2 separate regions of the Sus scrofa genome follow, and region 1 is linked to region 2. Evidence: chromatin contacts called from public Hi-C data. All regions are on one chromosome and are shown on one strand. The core of a region is the stretch at or near the end of the contact, and the rest is flanking DNA. Distances in the headings are between cores, read along the strand shown.

Region 1 (4,550 bases), core at 336-2,835, 140 kb before region 2:
TAAAAATCATTTTAAAAGAAGTAATAGGACAAACTGGCATCATGTGCCTCCTGAGAGGGTGCAGAGAAAACACCATTCCACTGGTAAGGTTTTTCTCACCAAAAATACAAGTTATCGTAAGGGAACTTTGATAAACCCAAAGTGAGGAGCATTCTGCGAGACAACTGACTCATAAAGGTCAAGGAAAGACTGGGCAACTGCTCCAGATTAAGGAATGAGAAAACGAAGAAAACACGGATGGTCCTAGCTTGGATTCTGTAAACAGGTAAAGTCGTCGCAAGATAACTGCTGAGTTTGAATAAATCCTGTATATTTAGACTTTTGCAACTTGTATGTGAGTCTCAAATAACAAAGAATCACTCTGGACCAGCCTGCCTGGCCTTGGACCCGAGCTCGCCGGCTGCGGAACCGGCTGCGGAACCCGCTGCGGAACCCGGCAAAGCCTCTCGGCTCCGCAGCGCCCCGCTCTTCAGGCACCTGGTAGGGGCGAGTTAGGGAACCGCGAGTTCCCAAAACAAAGCGCGACGCCCACGAACGCCTCCAGTGCCCCGACCCCGGCGGCCGGCCGGGCGCTGCAGGGAACAGATGAGCAGGGAACAGCCCTAGCTCGGTGAACAGGGCTCCGCAGGCCAGCACCAATCGCGCACCCAGCCACGCACGGTGGGCCGGCACGACTCCGGTTTTCCAAGGAAAGCACGACACCCGCAACAGGTGGCCCGAGAGGCCGCGCCCTCCCGCGCTGCGGTCCCCCAAGCCCTGCACCGCCCGCGCCCGCGCCCGCGCCTCACCCGGAACGCCAGCCGCGAGCAGCCTCTGGTCCCGCCGCGTTGCCATGGTGACCTGAGTCCGTCGGCCGAGGTCCGGGCGCGCTCGGTGCAGCGCTCGGGTCCCGCCGGCCAGAAACGCGAGCTCCGGCGCCGGGTTCCGGGCTCCTCCCGCCCCCTCCTCCCACCGGACTCGGGCGGATCCGCCCAGGGAGGAAGGCCTCGGACTATCCAGGGCCCGGGGTCCTGGGGTGGACGGGCGGCGGCCGAGGCTCCTCGCAGGGACGGTCCTCCCTCGCCCAGCGGGACTCCGCGATCCCGCCCGCCTCGTAGCCCCGGGCTGTTGGTGGCTCCGGACGGGGCGGGGCGGGACTGGACCTGGCAGCGGTGGGGCCCGGGATGCGAGGGGCGTGGGGGTCCTGGGGCTGCACGTGGGCTGGAGCACAGTTACCGCGGGGCGAACGCCCGGGCCCACAGGACGTGGGGCGTCTCTCCCTGCAGCGTGGCTCCTCCAGCCGTAGAAGAGGCCGACACGGCATCCCGGGCGAGGCCGCTGGCCGCTGGTGCAGAGCGGGGGATGCCCTTTGTTCGGAGCTGTGTTGCACAGTGTGCTTGGCTTGTTTGGATTCTTGAGTTTGTGTGCCCTCATAACCTGTGCGTTTGGTGTTAATGTGTTCAATTAAGAGTTAAAAAAAGAAAAAAAAAACTCTCACAGAGGCAACAAGCAAACTTTACGCCAAGGCCCCCACCCGTGCTTAGGGACACCCTCCCCAGCATCCGAGGTTCCACCCAGGCTGAAGGGAAGGCAGCTGTCCCAACCAATGGAGACACCCACGCTCAGCCTCCCCGCCAGTGGCACCACAGGGCTCCGGGCAAGGATGGGCACAGAGGGGTGGGGGGGGACACAGTCTTGGGTCCAGTCCCTCCTCTCCAACGGTGTTTTCTCCACCCTGGCAGCCTTCTGGCAGCCCAGGGCAGTCCCCAAGCTGGTCCTGCCACTCCTGGATGAGCATCCCAACCTGGCTGACAGTAAGAACGGCTCTGCTTTAGGAGGCAGCTCTTGAGGGAAGTCCAGGGGGTATTAAATATCAGGCAGATCAATAATTCAAGACCCGTGGAAAGTGGAAGGTGTGAGCCTATGGGTGCAGAGAGCAGGTGAAAACAGCTCGGCCTGCCTGGAGGAGCCACAAAAGGTTCCCACGACCTTTAACCTACATCCTTCAGGCCCTGGGCAACCTTGCTGCCTCCAGACCTGGTTACCTGCCTGACAGTCCTGGTTCGAGTCCTAGTTCTACTTGTGGTTGCCAAGAGGAGGGGATGGCGGGGACTGGGGGTTTGGGGTTAGTAGATGCAAACGGTCGCACTGGGAGTGGATAAGCAATGAGATCCTGCTGCACAGCACAGGGAGCTGCATCTGATCACTTGCGACGGAACCTGATGGAGGATAATGTGGGAAAAGAATGTATGTATGCGTATAACTGGGCACTTGCTGTACAGCAGAAATCGGTGGAACATGGTAAATCAACAATAGTAAACATTTCTTTAATTTAATTTTATTTTTTTGCCTTTTAGGGCCGCACCAGCGGCATATAGAAGTTCCCGGGCTAGGGGTCGAATCAGAGCTACAGCTGCTGGCCTACGCCACAGCCACAGCCACGCAGAATCCGAGCTGAGTCTGCAACCTACACCACAGCCCACAGCAACGTCAGATCCTTAACCCACTGAATGAGGCCAGGGATGGAACCCACAACCTCGTGGTTCCTAGTCGGATTCATTTCTGCTGCGCCATGACGGGAACTCCCAATACATTTTTTTAAATCCTAGCTCTGCTTCAGCCTTATTACAACTTTCTGGGACTCTGCTTCTTCATAAAGCAGGGACAACGCCCAGTGGATGCCCATGGATTTGAGGATCAGAAGCTACACAAGGGCTGGTTCAGCCCCGGGGAAGGGGCTCTGGGGTGTGTCTATGCAAAGCCGAGGGGCCAGAGGACGTGCTCCTTTGAATAAAGATAAACAGGAACAATGAACACAGGCTCTGTACCTCACCGTCCATGCCCTGAGACCCACCCCAGCAGAGCCCTGTCCCCGCAGAAGCCCCCACTAACGCCAACCCAGACTCCGACCCTAGCACGAATCCCAAGGGTAGCCCAGGTGGAGCGTGGCCTTGCTTCCCGCGGCAGGGCCAGCTCCCACCACTTCAACTGCCCAGCATCCCAGAACCTCTGACTCCCTCACCTAGCCCCACCTAAGGCTTCTGAGGGGCCAGGCCCAGAGAGATGTGGCACACACACCTGCGCCCGGGCGTCACACAGCCACAGAACAGCAGAACCAGCGGTGGTGGTGGGGTCGCCACCCTCCAAGGGGCCTCGTCACTCCTGGCCGGCCCCGTAGCCCCTCCAAGGTCTTCCATCTGGAGTTCTGGGGCTCTGGAGCCCGGCCCCTTACCTGTGCCTCACATCCAGGAGCCCAGTGGGGGTGGAGAAGGGACATGCTGACACCAGGCCCTGGCATGGGCCGTCTCTGCCCATCTCACTGCCTTGAGTGCCCGGCGCCTCTGTACTGCCCAGTCCCCGGGCAGGCCCCTCACACCCCGCTCACCTGACCAGCCTTCAGTGACCTCCCACCCAGTGGCCCCCTGGCCATCAGGGGCTCCTGTCCGCTGAGCCCACAAGGCCAAGGCCGGCAGCAACGCACAGTGGGCCCTCGTTTCTGCTCTGACTGCTCTCTGCCCGGCTCCCTGCCCTGTCACCACACGGGTCCAGGCAGACCCACACCCTTCCCGCTCTGCCCAGAATGCCCTCTGCCCCCCTGCAAGCCGGGTGACCTCCGGCCGGCCTGCCGCACCCCCCCTCCCCCGATGCCCAGGGCTGGCTGGCCATGCGTCTGTCCTGTGGTAGCAGTGACAGGAACCACAGGCCAGGGCTTGAGGCAGCAGCTCTGGAGGCCACAAGCCGCAGTCAAGGTGCCTGTGGGGCTCTGGTCCCGCCCAAGGCCCCGCTGGGACCCTGACCCGCCTCCTCCCTCAGCGGCAGAGGCGTCACCCCACGGCCTCCCTCCCCCCTGCCGTCTCGCATGTTCTTTCCCACGGACGCAGGTCCCCACCCTGCTCCAGCGTGACCTCTGCCTCACCGACTCCACCTGGGTCGCCCCACGGCCGTGAAGCTCGCCCCACGGCACTGGGACCGAATGCTCTGGAAGAGACCACCCCTGAGGCGGTCAGGCGGCTTTGGCCAGGCCAGCCTCCCTCAGGCCACCCTGAGGTCACCGTCACAGATGCGAGACAGGACAGTGGCTGCTGAGGGCCTGCCCAGCCCCCTCGCGACCGGTGTAGCCAGGACCCGGCTGACTGCGCGCCCCAGGCCGCCAGCTCCTGCTGGTGCGGGAGCAGCAACACGCAGCAGCCCTGACGGCGGCCCAGCGCCCGGCCGGGACCTCCCCGGCTTGCCCTGGGGGGCCCTGCTGCCCTGTCTCATCGCCCCCTCAGAGTCACCTCACAGATGGGGAACCCGAGGCTGGGGTCCAGGCGTGGCCGAAGCTACCAGCCTGCGCCCATCAGCAGGCCCCGCGCCCAAGCCCAGAGCCAACGCTGACACGGGGGGCAGGCTGGGTGGTTGTGGGGGCAGAAACCAGGACAGTGCCCATCAGGGGACAGAACAGAGCCTGACCTTGGTGGCCATCGAGGGAGCCCTGGGTGGGCAGCCTGGCCTGGCAGCTGGAGGTCCCCCGGGACGGAGGATGTGGGGAGCGCCAGGGGCGGGCCCAGGAGGCCCCGCTTGGACTGCCT
Region 2 (4,484 bases), core at 1,751-4,250:
TCCCTGTGGTGCCCCACACCCCACTGGGCGGCCCAGCAGCGGGCACACACCCACCCTGGAGGACAGCCCAGAGGCGGCATCCACACCATTCTAGCACCATCACGGAGCAGAGACCCGGCCCCTTTGGGAAGCCCATTCTGGAGGACCAAAGCTGTGTCTGTGCCTCTGGCCGCTGTCCCTCTGCAGGGCCTGGAGAGCTGCCCCAGGATGGTCCCCACCCTCCCTGCCTCTCTCCTGGAAAGTGAGCGAGTGAGCAAGTGAGCTGTCAGCGTCGGTGCACACACGGGAGTGCACCTCCACAGACACGCCGCCCGCACCGAGGGCGAGGAAGGGGAGTCCAGAGGCTTCAACCACACCCAGCTATCTGAGGGGTGTCGTAAAAATGTACACAACCTCCAGTTTGCCCCTGGAACCGTTTTAGAGGAGCAGCTGCGGCGTTACCCACACCCTCGCTGTTGAATGACCAGGACCTTCACCTCCCGACCTTTCCCGCCCTCCCCACTGGAAGCCCAGACCCTCCCACACAAGGCCAACCGGTCTCAACGTTGATACATTATCATCATGACTATTTGTCTTTTTAGGGCCGCACCTGCTGCACATGGAGGTTCCCAGGCTAGGGGTCCAATCAGAGCTACAGCTGCCGGCCTGCACCTCAGCCACAGCCACGCGGGATCCTTAACCCACTGAGCAAGGCCAGGGATCGAACCTGCGTCCTCGTGGACACTAGTCGGGTTCGTTACTGCTGAGCCACAGTGGGAACTCCCAGAGGCGTGACCACGCTGCCCTCTCCCCCGTCACCTCCGCATCGAGTACCTTCAAACCTGCGCTGACTGTCATAGTCCTCGGAGCAGGGCACCTCGATGAACCTGCCCGGCAGGACCTCGCTGCGGCCAGCAAGCACCTCGGCGATGCCATCCTCATCAGCCCCCAGGCGGCCCCACAGCAGGAGCCCCGCCAGCGTGGTGCAGGCCCCCAGGACGGCGACTCGCAGCCACTTCCTCCGCACATCCCGCGGTGCCCGGACACCCTTGGTGCTGAGAACAGAAGACAGCTGTGGTCACCCAGACACACCTGCCGGGGCTGAAAGGGGAGACCACGACCACCAGAGGCCATGCCACACTCACTCACAGCCTTAAAGTGTCCCCATGCTGGCCACGGTCAGAGCCACTCACAGTCCGTCCAGGGGCACTTCCCAGCACCCCCATGACGAGGCAGGGTTCACTGTGACCTCCGAGGGCAACAAGGTGAAATGCCCGTCAGTGTCCCTCCCTCCCAGCCCGGCCCACAGAGAACCTGTGTGAGGGTCCTTGCACAGTCTGTGGCACCAATCAGGTTGCCTGCATCTAAAAACGGCCCCATACAGCCCCATGCGTGGGGTCCCGGAGCGGCGTGCGCGCACCATGCGAACTAAGTCAAATGTGAGTCAAACCAGTTTCACCGAAACCACTGGCGGCCAGAAAGAGAACACAAGTATGACAGAATGACTCGCCACCAAGACACTTTCTGTGCCCTCAGGTTAACTGCGGGAGTCACCCCGCCCCGTGGAAGTTGCGGGCGTGTCTGTGTGTGTGTGTGGTGCACACCGTGCGTGTCTGTGCTCACTTCGTGTCACGGAGCACTCGTGTGCTCTGTTACCCAAGAAACATGTGTAGGGCTTAGACGGGCAGAAATGAGAAGCCGACCCGGGAATCCTTTTATGGAGGTGCACCTTGTTCCTTCAAGTGCAAGGTCGATTCCTGAAAAGCAGGAAGGCTGCCTTCTATTTTTATACGCCCCTCCCACCTCTAACTGCTCTATAAGTAACACATGAAATCCAATTAAATGAGTCCCACGGGGCGCACAGCTCAGTCAGACCATGCTGGACAGATACCGGTCCTCTTAAACGGGGAGCATGGATGCCCAGCTCCCGAAGACCCCTTCCCCCATCCCCACACCACGGAACGGCCGTCCAGCCTCCAGCCCACCTGGCCTCCTCTTATTAGAACAAGGTGGACACCTAACTCCAGCGGGCCCATCACTTCTCTTTCCCAAGAACTCCGAAGGAGGCAGAGGGACGGCACCCCCCATCTCAGTGGCAAGGGCTGGAACCCCAAGGAGAGGTACAAAGCTGTGGGTGTTACAGTTCTCCTGGAGAGGGAGGTGCGGAGACAAGAGAGGGGGAAGAGCCTCCTGGGCCAGATTCGGATGCAACACCCCCCTGAGGGGGTGGGGCCTCTCCTCAAAACAAGAACCCAGCCCTGTTCAGGGTTAGCGGGCTCAAGCTGTACCCTGAGAATTCTGCCAAAACAGAAGGGAATTGGGAGTAAGGTCCACGGCCCCTGGGGCAAGCACGACTACGCGGTGATTTATCCTGGAAGGATGAAGATACGCCCTGGCTCTGAAAGCTTTCGGCAGAATCCTCTCCAAGGCTATGGTGAGATCATTTATTCATTCAGCGGGCCACCCATCGGTGAACCCTCGTGTGCACAGCCCTAAGGAAAGCCCAGCGACCAGACGAGGGGGGCCTCACGACCGCTGTCCCCGTCCAGGAGGCGCGGCGTGGAGCCCGCGATACACATGCGGAAAGCGGTCAGGGACGGTCCCCCCACGGGCAGCCCCCGCCCTCCGGCCAGGCCTCGCCCCTCTCGGCTCCCGGTCCGCTCAAGGACATGCCACGCCCCGGCGGCAAGGCCACACCCACGCCGCCGCGACGTCCCAGGGAAGGCCCCGCCCACAACCCGCCGGGAAGGCCCCGCCCCTCCGCCCTGGCCACGCCCACGGGCCGCCCGCGCGCTCCCCCCCGCTGCCCGGTACCTGTTCGGGCGCCCGCGCTCCGCCGCCCCGCAGCCCTCGGGCCCCTTGGGCGCGCCCCTCCGCTGAGGTGCCATTGGCCGGGCCGCCGCAGCGCTGTGCGGAACGCGGGATCCCCCACGAGCCCGGACGAGCGCCGCGAGAGGCAGTGCGAGGCCGGCGCGGCCGCGGACCCGGAGCGACGCGCTCGGCTGTCGACCTCCGGCCTGTTGGTCAGGCCGGAGCAATCGGAGGCCGAGCGCCGAGCGGTGCGGGGCGGGGACCTGAACGCCGACCTGGCGCGCACTCTGCAGTGCACACCTGCCCGCTCCACGGAACCGGACGAGCTTCTGAGCCTTCTCTGAAGTGTGTCCTCGCCCTGCCGTGCGCACTCTCCCGGGGTCTCCGGTCCAGGTCCAGCTCCCCAGGGGTCTCCAGGCCTCTCCCGGAGGGTTTCCAGGCCCCTCTCCCTGGGCCCGTGCCGCATCTGAGGACCCTGTACCCATTTGGTGCTTTGTACACCTGCATCTCTAAGGACTTGCTGCTTTGGGTTTGTGTTTGTTTTTTAATTTTATGGCTGCACCCAATTTTATGGCATATGGGGATTCCCAGGTCAGGGACTGAATCCGAGCTGCAGCTGCGACCTACCTGCAGCAAGCAGGACCCTTTTAACCCACTGCACAGGGCATGGAATCAAACCCGAAGCCTTGGAGCCACTTCAGTGGGATTCTTAACCCACTTCACCGCAGCAGGAATTCACCTGCTGCTTTGTTTACAGCTTTCAATTTCCCTAGAGAACCTTCCATCCAGTGGGCAAGACGTAAGCTCTTAAGGAGCCCTGTCAGGATACCTAAAATTCTGAAAGAGTGGAATTAGCAGGGAGGTTCATTCATGAAGGTTAAGTCTGAAGAAGGTGAGTAGTTTACTGGTACAGGGGGAAAAGAAAACCTTCTTAGACTCATTGGACAAGAAAAGAGATCAGCCCAGCAGTCCTGAAACTGGGGCAATCAGACGCCATCTCATGGCAACTTACCTAGAAGGGACAGTTGTGGGCCTAGCGGGTCGTCTAAGAACAGGGGTGACAGTTGACAAGTCTTTGAAATAGTTTCATTTCTGTAGAACTCATGGAGGAGGGACTCAAAGCAATGGAGCCACACACACAGAAGATGGAGTACTGACTTCTCCCTCTTCCTCTAGGTTTGCAGCACCTCACGCTGGTAAACAATTCCAAGTGCATCTGCTGCAGGTAAGACGTCTGCGTTCATTGCTACCCCGGGGCTGCAGGAATGACAGGATTTCTCTCTGAACCCGAGGAGGCTCACAGGGCAGGCATGCAGACTTCTCAGCTCGGGAGTTCCCATTGCGGCTCAGCGAAAACGACTGACTAGTATCCATGAGGACGCAGGTTCAATCACTGGCCTCGCTCAGTGGGTTAAGGATCCGTCGTTGCCATGGCTGTGGCGTAGGCCAGCAGCTACAGCTCTGAATCAGCCTCCTAGCCTGGGAACCTCCATATGCCCCGGGCGTGACCGTAAAAAGACAAAAAAAAAAAACCAAAAAAAACTTCTTAGCTCGCATGTTTTCCTTTTAATTTGATTCCCTGGAAAATAGATTTGGTTTTTTAAAAAGTAAAACAGTTCATCCTCAAAACGTTGCAGCTTTTTAAAGTGCTTTGTCTTAAATTCATTCAGTCCTCAGCTCATAATTTAGTTGAC

Evidence for each region. A called contact is a pair of places that touch in the nucleus more often than the background predicts.
Region 1: a Hi-C map of heart right ventricle shows a contact between it and region 2, with 4 times the contacts expected there. The contact joins the promoter of CCDC57 here to the promoter of OGFOD3 in region 2. A contact is called at or near these places in 3 of 47 Hi-C or Micro-C datasets (embryonic fibroblasts, heart right ventricle and subcutaneous adipose tissue).

Annotation. Positions count from the first base shown.
Region 1 is chr12:816,369-820,918 of Sscrofa11.1, reverse strand. CCDC57 (coiled-coil domain-containing protein 57) reads right to left here and starts at 1,585. Exons shown (of 21, transcript XM_021066370.1): 1 at 789-1,585. The coding sequence starts at 1,413.
Region 2 is chr12:675,662-680,145 of Sscrofa11.1, reverse strand. It overlaps OGFOD3 (2-oxoglutarate and iron-dependent oxygenase domain-containing protein 3), which reads right to left and starts at 3,000. Exons shown (of 9, transcript XM_003357915.5): 1 at 2,794-3,000; 2 at 814-1,034. The coding sequence starts at 2,867. It overlaps HEXDC (hexosaminidase D), which reads left to right and starts at 2,193. Exons shown (of 13, transcript XM_021066340.1): 1 at 2,193-2,413; 2 at 3,967-4,015. The coding sequence starts at 2,359.